Regions from separate parts of the Zea mays genome. Here region 1 is linked to region 2. Evidence: chromatin contacts called from public Hi-C data. All regions are on one chromosome and are shown on one strand. The core of a region is the stretch at or near the end of the contact, and the rest is flanking DNA. Distances in the headings are between cores, read along the strand shown.

What was found. Hi-C and Micro-C count contacts between places; a contact is called where the count stands out from the background.
Region 1: a Hi-C map of leaf shows a contact between it and region 2, with 7 times the contacts expected there. The contact joins the promoter of LOC100383605 here to the promoter of LOC103629196 in region 2. A contact is called at or near these places in 8 of 25 Hi-C or Micro-C datasets (bundle sheath, ear, endosperm and 2 more) and 1 of 3 datasets of contacts at active chromatin or transcription factors (leaf).

What each region holds. Positions count from the first base shown.
Region 1 is chr6:37,089,849-37,093,082 of Zm-B73-REFERENCE-NAM-5.0, forward strand. It overlaps LOC100383605 (Transcription factor IIIA), which reads right to left and starts at 1,776. Exons shown (of 9, transcript NM_001362095.1): 1 at 1,645-1,776; 2 at 1,403-1,553; 3 at 1,149-1,292; 4 at 738-869; 5 at 135-278. LOC100284595 (protein alx) reads left to right here and starts at 1,930. Exons shown (of 13, transcript NM_001157490.2): 1 at 1,930-2,280; 2 at 2,603-2,715; 3 at 2,802-2,878. The coding sequence starts at 2,040.
Region 2 is chr6:36,818,107-36,821,025 of Zm-B73-REFERENCE-NAM-5.0, forward strand. LOC103629196 (AP2-like ethylene-responsive transcription factor TOE3) reads left to right here and starts at 1,561. Exons shown (of 10, transcript NM_001328266.1): 1 at 1,561-2,547; 2 at 2,665-2,690; 3 at 2,812-2,842. The coding sequence starts at 2,036.

The DNA.
Region 1 (3,234 bases), core at 526-3,025, 270 kb after region 2:
TGCAACCAGGCATGCTACAACATGAGCTTTAAGTGGTGTGAAAATAATAGAAAATACAATTATAAAAGTGCAAGTAAATAATAACATAAAAGGAAAAATCTTAGAATGAGAAGGCTGGAACGAAATGAGCAAACCTTAAGAAACGCGTGAACAAGGCATGCTTGATGGAGCTTCTCAGGATGGTCTCCCAATCCTGATACTAGTCCATTCAAGGCCTTATCGCATTTTGGAGTTCTTTGGGATCCAATGCTTCACGCATTCATATGTCAACAAATTGCCTACAAAAACCAGCAAATCAAATGTCGTACACCAGTCCCCAAATACAGGGGCAAATAGCAGCACACCGTATCCGCATAACTCACCTTCAAATGAAAATTAATTTGATTTTTGCATGAAATGTATAATTCAACTAAGGAAGATCATGATCCAATCATTTCAGTGAACACATAACTAAAGTCGAGCACATAAACTATGCAGAACAGGAATTGTGTCTCTCTATGCCTGCTAAATCTATCCTGTCAATAATGAGGGCCATCAAACGGTGACAGCTAGATATACTCAAACAGCATTGCAGTGTAAATTCATCAATTATCAAATATGACTAGAACAGCAGACGCCCAACTTGTTGAAAAAAGTGGCATCGCAATCTCAGACTAGACCTTTAGCATATGTCATGTGACAGGAACATAATAACAAAAAAAGCAGCAAGCAGCTCAGAATAGCTCAGAACACACAACCTGAAGAATAGCGTGAATGAAGGAACTCTTGATGGAGCTTCTCAGGAGGGTCTCCCCATCCTGGTACTAGTCCGTTCAAGGCCTTCTCGCATTTTGGAGTTCTTTGAGATCCAATGCTTCACACATCTGTATCTGAACAAACAGACTGCAAAAGTCAGCATAATTAATAATAACATACAATGGACTAAAGAAAGACCATGAGGTATACAGAGTCATCCATCGAACCAATTGTTATTATAACAGGGTTGTAGCAACCACACCAAAAGAGTCAAACCAGCATGTATCTCGCTTTCGGCCTTTTCTCACACAATAAACATTAAGCGGATAGTAACAAACCAGGCGAGCACTAGTAGCCTGAGCATTCACTGAGCAATATACCAAAAAACCCAACATAAGCAGCCAGATCAGTACCTCGAGCGAATGGCTCTGCATATGTTGCTTCAGATGCGCCTGCTTCTTGAAGCTCATCCCGCACTGTTCGCACGCACGGCTGATCTCTTTGCGCGGACCAGCATCTCCACCTTCCCAGTAACCCCCCAAAGCATCCACCTCATCCTACACACACCCCATAAGTGTTACCCCTGTAGAACAATACAAAGGAGAACGCGCGCAAATCTGAAGTCTGAACCAAGCGGCGGCGAGCAAGCGAGCAGCACAGCTGGTACCTTGTGGTGCTCAAGCACGTGGGCGCGGAGCAAGCACTTCTTGGACCGGACCACGTCGCAGAACCCGCACTTGTAGCACCTTATATACCTCAGAGGCGGCGCTGTGGTCGCCCCGCCGCCGCTCTCTGTGCCTTCCCCCATCTGAGTCTGACTAACCCCAAAACCACAGCGAAATAAACGAGAAATTGAGACGGGATTCCCAGAATTAGCACCACACGCAACACCAATCGGAGGAAACTGACCTCGAATCGCGGAGGGAGCCGCGGGATCTGCAGGATCGCCCGCCGCCGCCGTGGAGAGAGGTAGCCGCCGCGCAGGAGAGAAACCCTCGACTCGTGAGTCGCCAAGCGTTAGTGGGAGAACAAGCCAAAAACAACCACTGGGAGATGGGCCTGATGAGCATCAGGCCCACCTGGCAAGGGGAGAGCCTTCCCGGGTTCGGGGTCCTAAACGGGTTACGGGTCCCGCTGCGGGTGGCGCACGTGCGCTCCGTTTGGGTGGGGTGGGCTGCCTACCGCTATACGCCTGTACCGCAGCCGGTGTGGCTGACGCTGAAGTGTGCTCCGCTCCGCCTCCGCCCGCGGCCGTACGCTCCCGAGCTCCACCCGTCGCGCCCCGACCGAGATCGTCCCCGGCGATGGCTTCCGCGGTGGCCGCTTCGACCGCTACGCGGTTCCTGCCGCGGCTTCCGGACCCGTGGTGGACGCGTCGTGCGCGAGCGGCGCTCCCGCCGCCGCCGCTCACGTGGCGGCCTCTCCCGTTCACGGTGTCCGCCGCGTCGTCCCGCCCTGGGGAAGCGGAAGGAGGACGGCGCGGGAGGATGCGGAGGCGGCGCGCCAGGAGGGCGGAACAGGAGGAAGGCGTCTCGCTAAGCTCTGGTGAGTACGACGCTCGGCTCCACCCCACCGCCGTCTAGCTTCTTACCGCCCAATTCCTTCCTTCGGCTCCTGCGAGCCAGCCAGCCTTGGGCGCAATAGCTTGGTTGCAACATCAAGCCATGCGCACAATTGTTTGGTTGCAACATCAAGCCATGGGCGCCATAGTTCGGCTGCAACATCAGAAATGCGCAATAACTCAGTGACGCATTTTGAAATCAAGTTCCTCAGAAGGGGACTCCCATGCTATCTGCTGAATTCATTTTTGATGGTTTCGTGAGATTTCTTGTCCCTCTCTGATACCTCGCGTTGGATATGTATGCAGAAAAGGAGACGGTAAATTCTACTCCACGTGCTCAACCCAAAAAGGGTGCAGAACCCGTAGCGGTGTCCAGCACGAGTGGGAAAGGCTCTGCCATTAGAAGGGTGACACTTGTGGTCAGTTTTTTCTATCTATCTACCATTTTGTTGATTCAGCTTAGAGTTACTTCTACACATGGAGCTAATACATTGGGTTTGTTCAGATTCTTGCTGCCGTGCTTTTTGGAGTTAGCATTGCCTTGAAGGACGGGGCCGAGAAGGCATCGGAGTATTTTGCTGGGTGTGTGCTATGCAGATCCCGTTGTATTTAGCATTGGCACTTTTTTACAAAATAGTTATAAGTTTGGCTGCCTTTTCTATTAGAATAGGATTTCTAGGATTACATATGAATAACAGCACATTTGAGAAGGACACAGCAATGCACATTAGCTTTGTTGTTTCGTGCATGTTAGTTTGGTTGCATTGCTGCTACCAATCAGCTCCGTAAAATAATTGAGCAGCACCTTCCATTGATCTTGAGGCCCTCGGGATCCAACACCATCTTCTGGATCACCTTGTCAACTCATGTTCGGAAGAAGAAGTTTGGGATACCATCAAGCAGATGCCCTCTGACAAAGCGCCGGGGCCCGATGGCTT
Region 2 (2,919 bases), core at 311-2,810:
ACAATTTTGTACCTCTATTGATTCATTGATCAAGTAGTCATGTCCGAGAAAGATGCAATCCTAAACGACCTTTATGCTCTAGAACTCTATTGAATACTCACTCTATTAGATTGAAAAGCCGGTGACCTGCATCGGTTGAGTTCTTACATCGAAAAACAAAAGGACTTGTGAGATTTGTTGTTTCTTGAAGGGTGCTAATAGTGTAGATGCTTTTTGTTCATCAACCTCCACCAAAAGGAAGGGGCATGTGTTGAGCACCAAATTAGCTACCGGACAGTCCGGCCCTATAGTCCTTACGGTCTAGAGTGCGCGGTGACGGCACAAACGGTCTGCATGTGAATAGAATAAGTTAGCCCTAGTTTAGCCTTCCTCTACCTCAATTCTTCGCCTCTCTTCAGCTCTATGTTGACTAGAAACGCCTTGGGTGACCTGTCGACCATAAGAAAACCCTTGGATCTCTCCTCCCGACGCGGTCCCTCACGGGAGGCGAGATTCAGGTTCTTCGTGATAAAATCGGTTCGGGTACAGATATTTTTTGCCGCCCGTGGGTTACCCGTGGATATTCGTAAAAACTAAAAAACTAGTGAACATGTATCATGAAGACTTAAAGTGTTTCCATATTATATTCTGTATGCCTGTGTTGACGCATAATTCATGAAGACTTGTTTGAAGTGTTCCATGTACGCATAAGTTTTCTGGAATTTTTGCTGGTTATGATTGTATTTTCTGGAATTTTCTATATTATATATATATATATATACCCGATATCCGACGGGTACGGACACGAGTATAATTTTTTTATCCGCGAGTACAGTTGCGGGTGGGTATGGCTAATATCCGCGGGTACGGTCGTGGACGGGTATTTATTATACTCGACCTGTGACATCCCTAATAGTGTTTGGTGCCCTATCGACGTCCGCACAACCTAAAAATCTTGTCACGACACACAGAAAAAATAAGTCTTTCTACTCTATTACATCTATGAGGGTAGAAAATGTTTTTCTTATACATGGTACACATGCACGCTAACATAATAACATGCATTATTTGCAATGCTCATCGCTTGCAAGACTCATTTCTCAAACAAAGAGAAATTGTTCCTTCACGGTCCTCAAACAGCCTAGTCTATGGTAGGCAGGCAGGAGAAGCCGAGGAGGAAGCACCTGCCAAAACGGAGAGAGGAGATATTTTCGACCAGCGCGACATGCATGGCATGGCAAACTATATATCGTCATCATCATTATTATCATCTGACCCTCTTTTTTTTTCACTCTCACTCCCATGTTTTTATTCCCGGGCGGGGCCGTGTGGGTGTGGGTTGGGATGGCCGGATTGGGGTCCCGGGGTGGAGAAATGACAAATCCAGGCCCGCAGGCGGCCACCCACCAAATCGGACGACGCAGGGTGCCCAAATCAGGAAGGATTTTAAGGTTAACCGGCCACCGGCGGTGACCGACGCCCCACCCCACTCTCCTTCTCCTATTCTATCTATATATCACCCGCCTCTTTTTTCTCCCTCACTCCGCCACACCTTCCCTCTTCTTCCTCAGCTCCGTCGCCCACCGCCGGAGCTCCGAAAGGCCCCGCGCCCGCCGCCTTTCCTGTAAAAAACCCAACCTTTAGCTAGCTAACCGCTCCTCTTCTCCCCCTACTCCCCTTGCCCAAATCAGAGAAGATATTTAACGGAGGAGGGGAAGGAGAGGATATTTAGCTGATTGTTGATTGGTGGTCCGGGGTACGGTGTTCTTGAGTCGTGAAGCGACCGTACAGTGGCTAGGGCCGTCTCCGGGTTGCGTGCAGGATGGTCGTCAGAGATCGGGAGTGAGGAGGCAGCTCGTGGTCGTGGAGGCTAAATGTACCGCAAGAACGACTCGGCACTCTCCTGTTTCTACCTCTTCCTCCTCTGGTTCTTCTTCTTGAAATAGACCAGCGCCAGCCACCAGGTAGCTACCTACTAGCTAGCAGCCCAGTTGCGACTGGGGACGGGCTGCTGCTTGCAAGTTGGAATCTTGGAGCAGGAGCAGAGGAGCGGGAGATGGAGCTGGATCTGAACGTGGCCGAGGTGGCGCCGGAGAAGCCATCGGCGGCGCTGGAGGCGAGCGACTCGGGGTCCTCGGGCTCGTCGGTGCTGAACGCGGAGGCGGCATCGGCGGGCGGCGGGGGGCCCGCGCCGGGGGAGGAGGGGTCAAGCTCGACGCCGGCCGTGCTCGAGTTCAGCATCCTCAGGAGCGACAGCGACGCGGCCGGCGCGGACGCCGACGACGGCGACGCCACGCCGTCGCCACCTCGCCACCACCAGCAGCAGCTCGTCACCCGGGAGCTCTTCCCGGCGCCGCAGCATTGGGCCGAGCTCGGCTTCTTCCGCGCCGGCCCGCAGCAGCAGCCGGACATCAGGGTCCTGCCGCACCCGCACCCGTACCCGCCCCCGCCGCCGCCCGCGCAGCCGCAGCAGGCCAAGAAGAGCCGCCGCGGCCCGCGCTCCCGCAGCTCGCAGTACCGCGGCGTCACCTTCTACCGCCGCACCGGCCGCTGGGAGTCCCACATCTGGTCAGTAGCACTGCAAGCTCACCATGCGCCCTTTCACCTACCGACCAATAATCGCTTGTGATTCTGACACCCAAATGTTTCGTCTTCCTGTGCTGTCCTGTTCCTCGGAAATGGCAGGGATTGCGGGAAGCAGGTGTACTTAGGTGAGCAGCAATAAGCAGATCGATCTGCAGCATAAATTTCCCGTTATTAACTAGTTCGTGATCTCGATCGAATGGCCTAATTAACCGATTCGGTGATCTGGCCGATGGCCAATCTACGCAGGTGGATTCGACACTGCTCATGCCGCTGCAAGGTAACGATCAATCCATCCATCCACCCTTGTCTAGCTACCCCACCGACCGGCCGGATTAATGGACCGCTAGCTCTCGG